Regions from separate parts of the Hordeum vulgare genome. Here all the other regions are linked to region 3. The links are chromatin contacts, called in public Hi-C maps. All regions are on one chromosome and are shown on one strand. Each heading gives the region's core, a stretch centred on a gene start, on an enhancer-like site or on the middle of the called end of the contact. The rest is flanking DNA. Distances are from core to core; before and after follow the strand shown.

Region 1 (3,069 bases), core at 83-2,582, 630 kb before region 3:
TAGAAAGAAACAGGTTCTTGTATTCTGCTTCTGGTTTGGTATCATGGTGATCAGAGCAGCCATTGTGAGCTTGCATGTTTTTCCTACTTTTTGTATGCAGCGACGCTGTTGAAATGGCAAGTTGTGCTCCACTCTTCGTAAATGACAATGATCGCAGGTAAATGATTCAACGCTTTGTATCAGTAAATCAGTCACAGAGTAATTCTGAAAACATGCTACAGTTTGTCTACTTGAAGTTAAGCTGAAATTTAGATAATCCTTTGACTTGAATTACTGTAGAGAGATGGAAGGATCTCTGGAGAGAGAAATACACTTGCACGTCATTACGATTTTTCTACTGATGCCTGTGGTATCCATGAAAATACGTTTGTGCTTAATAGGTGGAGTCCAGATGCCATAGTCTTCAACTCGTGGCAGCACTATGGATGTCCAAACTACTGGATGTTACACTTCTTCAAGGACTCAAGTGGTGCAGCACTTCATCCATCTACCATTCAAGTATCGAACTATAACCAACTGGTCGCATCGGCTATCACTTGGCAGAATTCTAAAGATGGAAATGCTTACCTAAAAATAAAGGTGCATTTATTCCATTGTCCTAGAATTAAACAGGTCCGATGAACATTTAAATAACCAAATCCGTTTATGTCAGGTTCTAAATTTCGGCAACAAAGCTGTAGATCTTAGTATCTCTATAACCGGGCTGGAGAACGGGATTCAGACATTTGGCTCCATAAAGACGGTACTTACATCTGGTTCTCTATGGGATGAGAATTCCTTCCAGCAACCAGACAAGGTATGCTACATTGACTTGTTTTCTTTCGGGTAACCGCAAAGTGAATTGGGCGTGAGAATTGTTCCGTATTGGATTAGTAGCTGTAGTGGTGCTTGTAAACTTGCAATGTTTTGTCTTGAACTTTTGTATGGAATGCAATAGGTGGTGCCGGTGGAAAGCCCGATAACCAATGCGAGGGAGGAGATGAGTCTTGTACTGGATCCGTACGCCCTCACCTCGTTTGATCTCCTCTTGGACCAGAGCAGTAGCACGATGATGCATCCAGTCCCAGAGTCAAGCTTGCATTCAAGTGTGTGAATACAGAAAGGAATGCGATAGACGAGAGAACCGCCTCTCAGTGCAAATCATGAACTTGGAATAAACATAAACTTAATGTGGGCGTGTGTCGATGTACATTTTACATACATACATATATATGCGTCAAAAGGCAAGCGCTTATCTATGATTATAGGCCTTGGTCTAACTCTCATGGACAGATTCTCCGTCGTAGTCTAGGTGGTTAGGATACTCGGCTCTCACCCGAGAGACCCGGGTTCAAGTCCCGGCGACGGAATTTTTTTGGGGCTCGAAAAAAAAGGATTTCGTATAGTATATATTTTTGCAAGGAACTGCGCCCTTGAAACGACAGTATTGACAAACATGTGGAAAATATTGTCCGATGTTCCCGTGGTGAACAATCATTGACGCGCACCTCCTTCCTTGGCAGTCGTGCTGGTGGCCATCCTATCCTAATAAGGGAATCTATTCTTAACCCGCTCCCAAATTTAAAATTCCAAATTTCTCGCTCGCCTCCTTCCTACTAATCCCGGCAGGAGGAGAGGAGAATCCCGTGGCCTCAAAGCACCGGCAGGCAGACACCGCCTCCGCCCCGCTCCCCCCCAACGCCCGCCCATGGCTCCGGCTCCGGCGTCGAGCGGCCGAATCCGGCCCTGGCTGGTGGTTGGCGACCTGGTCCTGGCGGTGCTGTGGGTGTGCGCGGGCGCGCTGGTGAAGCTGGCCGTGTACAACGTGCTCGGACTTGGGGGCCGCCCGGAGGGAGAAGCCGCCAAGGTCTCGCTCTCTGTCGTCTACATGTTCCTCTTCGCCTGGCTCGAATCCGCCACCGGCGGCGCCTCCTACAACCCGCTCACCGCCATCTCCGGTGCCCTGGCCTCCCGCGGCGGCCCCGCCCTCTACCTCTTCACCGTCTTCGTACGGGTCCCTGCGCAGGTGATTAGTCGCTCTGCCTCATCCTTCCATCTCCACTTTTGAGTTCCCGGAACACATGTGCCTAGTATTTATTGTTTTCAACAGAGGAGCCAACACGATTTGACCGGTACCTATTTGCGGGCCATATCATCTTATAATATACCACTATCTCATAACCGATCCATGAGGCATTGTCGTTGCTACTCCCTCCGTTTCAAAATATAAGGTTTCACAAGAAGAGCAAAATGAGTGAATCTATACTTTAAAGTATGTCTATGTACATCTGAATGTAGTTCATAATGCAATCTTTAAAAGGTCTTATATTTAGGAACGGATGGAGTACTATGTACTGGGAACAACACACATTTGTTCAATATATTACAAATATATTGGCCTCTATAAAAAAAAATCAGCACACCTTTGTCTTTGTTACAACGGGCAGGTATAGCAAGTTGTGCCAGAATGCCAAAATCTGAATATGACACCAGTATTTGGCCACATTATGGATGCCTTAAGCCATTACTATATTTTTCGATTTAATGTTATATGGGGCACACGTGGATACATATAATGTTAAAGAACAGAAAGGCTTTGCAGATAATTGTGTGGGCAAAATGTTAATACATGTCTAAGAAGTCTACTCTTAATGAAGGGACGAAATACAAACTGTGTGGGCATGTGGCATAATGCAGTACTATGAAACAGTGGTCAATTTTGTCACTTCAGATGTGATATAGATTGATAGCGAAACATAACAGCTATGTTGGCATTGGCATGTAGATGATTTCTAGACATTGGACAAGAGACATCGTATAAGATGTGTTAGGAAACTTTCTGTTTTTCTTCAAATGAAATTGGATGGGAGGGGAGAGATGAACTATCAGACCTATTTAATTCTTTCTTTTTTGCGGCGGGAAAGCATTTCATTTCATTTAATCATCAATGGGATTACAATCATTTGAAATGATAATGCTAATCTCCTAGGGAGAGTTTCCTAACCAACAAGTCGTACTCTGTTGACTACGACCCATAGCTGCCATAGCATGCGTAGCCTTATTCTGTGATCTACTGATTTTTATCAACTG
Region 2 (3,307 bases), core at 206-2,705, 620 kb after region 3:
TTGATCCGCTAGAAACAATGCGTTTCCACAACCAACATGTAAAAATAGTTGCATCTATTCATCGCTCATCGTACCTTCAAGAGAAAGAAAGGAGGAAAACCCCGGAGACCCAGCTCATGCTCAGCGGCGTGTTTTTCTTTGGAATTGGAAGTAACCGAGTAAACAGTAAACAATGCGTTTCCACAAAGGACCTCCGGCCACAGATCAGTACGCGCACAAGCTAAGACAAAGAGCCGATCCTTTTGTCAATCTGAAGCGCGAAACGGTGCCAGCTTGCTAGCTCGTACTCCGACTACTGTAGTACTCCCTACGTTCCTAAATATAAGCCTTTTAAGCGATTTCACTAAGGGTCTACATACGAAACAAAATAATTGAATCTATATTTTAAAGTATGTCTATATACGGATGTATATAGTCCATTAGTGAAATCTCTACAAAGAATTATATTTAAAAACGGAGGGAGTACTTAGCACCGCGGCAAACCCGGTCCCTAGTCCATGGTTGGTCAAGAACTGTTCAAAGTTTCGGACCGACGGAAAATGTCTCCCCTGACCTGATTTTCGTCAACTGCCTACGACTCAAGCAATGGAAGCAGCATACTTCATTATTGGTGCTCTCCCCTATCTCTCTATCTCGCTATTTTCTACTTCTTCCGTTCCTAAATATAAAATATTGTAAAGATTTTTTTATTATAGACTACATACAGATTTATATAAATATATTTTAGATTATAGATTTATTTATTTTGTTTCAGTAGTCTATAATGAACTCTCTAAAATGTTTTATATTTAGGAACGGAGGGAATAACATATACAAATACTACTTACGACAAGCAGAGGAAATTAGTTCTGTGGTCACCCTTGGTACGTATGATTAACGAACCTAAGCTTTCCATTTCAAAAATGAAAAACTAAGCTAGCTTTGGACGACGGCATAAACTAGAACCTAATCCATCACCGTCATATCCGAAAGAGTCCTGCAAATAAGATGGTTTGTTTAATATGCCTGACCTTCTAGAGGCTGCCGGATTTGATGACTCCGTGTGCAAATAATTTGATGTTCATGTCACAGTCAAAAGAAAAATTGATGTTCATTTCGATGGTAAACTAATTGATGTTCCTGTCATTGAACTTTGTAACTATTAAATGTTCATTTCGATGGTAAACTAATTGATGTTCCTGTCATTGAACTTTGTAACTATTAAAAACTGGACATCTGTTTTATAAGTACTTCCTTAATATTACTTCTTCTGTAAACTAATATAAAAGCGTTTAGTTTACGGAAGGAGTACAATATAAGAAATTTTTATAGCTTTGAAGCAATATTTTATGAAAGGATTCGCTTTTTAGGTGCGGGGTGCGTCCAAATTTGAGGTCATGGGTTAAATGAACCCCGTTATTGGCACAAAGTATCCAGGCCGGCCCAACGTTCAGATTAGCCCAAGGCTTTTCTTCAACTAAGATTTACTGTGTATACCTGCACCGCATCGAGAGCTGTATCTCGCTTATAGCAAGAATAGCTCTCATCTTGCTGAACGTTTTTCCTGATCTCCTGTTTCTGGACCGGCTCGTTTCTATTTCTTTTTTCCTATCATTTATTCTGTTCATTTTTTTCCTTCTCAGTTTTTCCTAATTTTTGTAATTCTTTTTCAATGGTTTCTTTTCTTTTTTGGTTTTACTTTGTTTCTTTCCGTTTTCCATTCTTTCTGCACTAGTTTCATCATTTTTCATTTTCTGTTCCCTTTTTCTTTGGCATTGTTTCTTCTAAAGTTTTGAATTTTTCTTTGTTTCTTTTATTTGCATTCTACATTTAGTGTATGCATCAAGAGTGTTTTTATAATATATGGTCAAAGTATATTTTATATTTATTTTTAGCATTTTTTAAATGCTCAAATAATATATTTTTAAATACTTTATTAACATTTTTAAATACATGATCACATTTTTCTATGCATATTTTAACATTTTTAAATACTGGATTAATAATTTCCAAATATAAGATTATCATTTTATTGAAACATGGTCAACATTTTCTACACACATTTAACATTTCTGAAGGCTTGATTAAAATATTCTAAATAATTATTTAATATGTATTTTTCAAATTCTTAATTAATATTTGCTAAATACATGATCAATTTTTCAACACACATTTTACAAAAAAATTATACATGAGAAACATTTTCTTTATACACATCTAGCATTTTAAAATGCTTGTTAACATTTTATATGGTCAACACTTTTTTTACATGTTTCAAATGGCTGGTTAAAATTTTCCAAATACGAGATTATAAACAAAAGTATAAAAAATGGAAACAAAAATACATGAAAAAAACTAGGACGTGGTCTCCCACGCCACTAGGCAGGTCCATTTAGAGAGAAGACTGACCTAAGAGCATGCTAGGTCTTGCTATAAGCGAGGCGCTACCCCAATTTTTTCTTAACAAAATATACGATGGACATCTAAAAGTTATCCCAGAAAGATATGATAAAAATATCTAGTTTATACTCCCTCCGTCCCAAAATAAGTGCCTTAAGCTTAGTACAATTTTGTACTAGAGCTAGTACAAAGTTAAGACAGTTATTTTGGGACAGAGGGAGTATTAGATAATAGTAAGCATAGGTGATGCAAGGGGGCCATGCAAAAAAATAACAACGGATAATGTGATAACTAGAACCATGGACACACTTATGACCATAAACAAAGAGGAAATTGCTACCAATGTCGAGATATCTTCGCGGCAATACTGATTGAAGTGAATGACAAAACTTCTACTGATTCATAGTTACATGTACAATATATATGAGATGGAATGAACGTGAGGATCTAGAGAGACGGTGGTTCCCGAAGACTCGGAGAGAATTAAAAGATGTTTCGGTTGCAGATGTCAAACGGATGACGAGTGGGCAAGGGGAGAGTTTTGACTAATTAATTTGTACTAACTAATCACAACAATATCCCTAATTTATGCTTGTACATGTAGAATCATCACATGATTGCCCAATTAGTACCATCATCTTGAAAGATCATCCATTGTAGTACCATCACCCGAAAGAATTCTACTTCATAAGTTTTTCAATTAAAGTACTTGACGAGGACACGAAACATGAATTCACAAAGAGAAAGAGGGTAATATGACTCTTTGAGCAGAGGTAGTCCAGGAAGATACTCCCCCTGATTCCTAGAAGTCTTGGAATCTTCGCATACCAATTTAATGAACATATTTTTAAAATGTACAAGTTGGTAGACACTTGGTAAATAAATCAAAAAGATTGTTGCATGATTTAACTTGCAAGATTCTTATTTC
Region 3 (2,855 bases), core at 97-2,596:
GTTCAGAAGTAATAGACAGTGTAACACTGAGAAGAAAAAAATGAGAAGGAAGGTGACCGACATACCAAATCCAATCTTCAGCCATAATAATAGAAAACAATATACAACAGATCCCCCGCTCTAATTGAACAAATTAATCCGGTATTTTTTCCTTCGATGCTTAGACACGACTTGAAGTACGGCTGTATATCAAGTATTAATTTCATTTTGGAAAGCATCTAAATTCATGGTCTGGAAACAAGCATCAGTGTCGATATGAACCAGAGCCCTAACAGAAAGCTCATAAATCCCTTGGACAGCCTACACGGAGACATCATTCTCATGACTAACTTACAATCACCATTACAGTACCTAAACTAACTATTGGGCAAGGGGCAAACGAAAATTCTAGAACTAACCAATCTACTTCATGTTAAATTTTAATCAGAAGAGCAAAACCCATAAAACGTCTGTACAATCAAACGGTCATTCAACAATTTGCACATAATAAAACCTCCCTGTTTAGCCACATGGTTTTTTAACTGTCCAAGTAGCATAGCTTATTCTGAAACGGTTTGCTGCTTAGGAGAAAACAATCAAGCTCGCACAAACGAATGCCAAAGTGAAACTCGGCAAGATAAACACCACTGGTGTGTTCCTGCATTGTAATTACAATCAATAATACTAAGACGAACTAGCAGCAAGTAGGCTCGCGCTTATTTGCTCTATTGTCACGCAAGGAGCAAACAGTTTATCCACAGGAAGAACAGCATTAGCTAAAGTGAATTTGGAGAACACCGAGCCATTTCCAGATCGCGACGACTCCTCGCGTTGGGACCCTAAGCCAACCAACCAACCAACCAACCAACCAAATCAGTCGAACCTCCACATCTCGAGATCACATACGAGCACCAGCAGGGGCGAAACTAGGCATCCGACCCGAACTGAACTCTGTACCTGTAGAGCGAGCAACGAAACGGAGAAGTGGGCGCGGGATCTGGTGATCTGACCTGGGGCACGAACATCCGCGGCGAGAGGGAGCGGCCGGGACTCCCGGGCGGCGATCCGGGACCGCCGCTGGCACCCACGACGCCCACCGAGCAGGCACGGCGCACGTTGTTGGCGCCCCCGCCGTAGGGAGGGAAGCCGCCGCGGGCCGAGGAGTCCTCGACGTCGACGTCGGCGGCGTCGGCTTCCCCGGGCGCGGCGGCGTCCTCCTCCCTGCCGCTGGCGTTGCCCATGGCCTCCTTCCCTCCTCCTCCTCCTCCTACCCCCGCCCCCGCGGCGGCGAAATCACGGAAGTGCCACTCACTGCGTTGTGGCGCTGCTGTTGCGCGAGGGGGCAAGGAAGACGAGCGAGAAGGAAAGGGAGGGATGGCTGCGCCCGTTTGGTCGTGTAATTAAGCGCGTGCCGCTGCCCCTTGCCCGGGAAGCGTGGCGGCACCCGTGCACCCGGTGCTCGTGGGTTGCACAGTCACCGTCCCGTCGGCCCCACGTGGCCCGCCTGCTGGTCGGTGCAGGAGGGTGTAGCGCACGGAGGGCCGTGTTTGGTGATGTGTACGTGACGTGGAGCCGGGGCCCTGGTCACGGCGCGCACGTTCGGACGGACGTTGGGTTGGATGATGGAGAGAGAGGAGCCTATACCTGGGTCGGGCGCCGGCTCCCGGGACCCGGAATCCGGCATCCATCGCTGCGATCTCGTTGGCGTGTTGTCTCGCGAATCCTTTGCGTTGAAGAATAAGAATCGTGAAAGGGATGGGTTCGTGTCGAGGAACACGGTAGGTGAAAGGATTAGCCTTGTCACGGTTGCCATTCGTGAGTATCAGCCAAATTCCAGTGTTTGTCGTGCGATCCATCTCTAGCAACAAGAAAATGTGTTGTGGGCGCGGCGTGCCTTGACACGGAAATGGTAGTGCTCCACATCAACGTGCGATCCATCTCTAGCAACACTACTCTACTCAATTCCTTTTGTTAGACTCAATTCCTTATGTTAAGAATAGATTAATTGCTTATTAATTAAGCTAATTATAAGTAAATTAATCGTTAGATAGGTTGCTTGGTTCTCAAACAAACAATCATGTATCTTACATTTTTAATAAGTTGGTCACAATTCTTTCCACATGCACAAGGTTCACATCATCTTGCATGCCACATTATTCAAAATGTCCACGTCATGATGCATGCCAAATAATTCATACCCACTACTACTAATTCTTTTAGCATGCAGCCAGTTCACATCAGCGTAGATGACGCATCAGCAAGACGGTGTCTTTTTCACCATCAAGCCGTGGCACGAGGACGACCATGATGTATCCGAGGACTTCATGCTCCACGCCCGCATCATCATTGAGAAGATGCCTATGGAGATGTGGTCCCTCAACGGGGCAGCAAGGGTGCTCGGCGACAAGTGCATCATCGACCGCCTCGACACTCGCACCCGCGAGCACGGCCACACGAAGACGTTCGCTTGTTGGATGTGGGTGTGGGATGTGGCGTTCATCCCCACCACGCACATCATCTGGCGGACAACGCAGGATGTTGGGCGCGTCGAGGTCGTGCCCGGCTTCTCGCCACCAAGCAGGGAAGTGGGACCCCCTCCTCGTGTCTGGTGCCACGACATGCTCATCCACGTCGACCGCGTGGAGGACTGGTCACCCCTCTCGTCGCGCTCGTCGCATTCTACGCAAAGTGGTCTACCCTCCTCAGGGGTCCGACGATGGGCGATTGGTCCCGGAGGTCTAGCCGGGCCACTGGACCATGCATGTCGAGGATGGCCAGGGGCACGGCCGACGGCACCCCGCCCTCGTCACCACCTCAGGCTGCGGGGGTCTGCAACTGGGGCCGCGTTGGGACCGCGACGACGATAACGCAGGGAG

Evidence for each region. Hi-C and Micro-C count contacts between places; a contact is called where the count stands out from the background.
Region 1: a contact with region 3 is called in a Hi-C map of seedling, with 7 times the contacts expected there. The contact joins the promoter of LOC123448778 here to the promoter of LOC123448782 in region 3. A contact is called at or near these places in 3 of 6 Hi-C or Micro-C datasets (leaf and seedling).
Region 2: a contact with region 3 is called in a Hi-C map of leaf, with 2.8 times the contacts expected there. The contact joins the enhancer-like site here to the promoter of LOC123448782 in region 3. A contact is called at or near these places in 3 of 6 Hi-C or Micro-C datasets (leaf and seedling).

Annotation. Positions count from the first base shown.
Region 1 is chr4H:413,580,763-413,583,831 of MorexV3_pseudomolecules_assembly, forward strand. It overlaps LOC123448778 (aquaporin SIP2-1), which reads left to right and starts at 1,333. Exons shown (of 3, transcript XM_045125781.1): 1 at 1,333-2,005. The coding sequence starts at 1,688. LOC123448777 (alpha-L-arabinofuranosidase 1-like) reads left to right here. Exons shown (of 18, transcript XM_045125779.1): 14 at 1-13; 15 at 101-157; 16 at 381-579; 17 at 653-796; 18 at 938-1,244. The coding sequence ends at 1,093. It overlaps TRNAE-CUC (a tRNA gene), which reads left to right and starts at 1,277; the gene lies at 1,277-1,349.
Region 2 is chr4H:414,840,141-414,843,447 of MorexV3_pseudomolecules_assembly, forward strand. No RefSeq gene overlaps it. Among protein-coding and RNA genes, the nearest start is that of LOC123448783, 290 kb to the right of the region's middle. Within about 2 kb of position 1,456, at least 2 of the 3 cell types and tissues checked have open chromatin away from gene starts, as enhancers often do. A contact at or near this core is called in leaf, where this site is marked.
Region 3 is chr4H:414,215,578-414,218,432 of MorexV3_pseudomolecules_assembly, forward strand. It overlaps LOC123448782 (SNF1-related protein kinase regulatory subunit beta-1-like), which reads right to left and starts at 1,347. Exons shown (of 4, transcript XM_045125785.1): 1 at 990-1,347. The coding sequence starts at 1,220.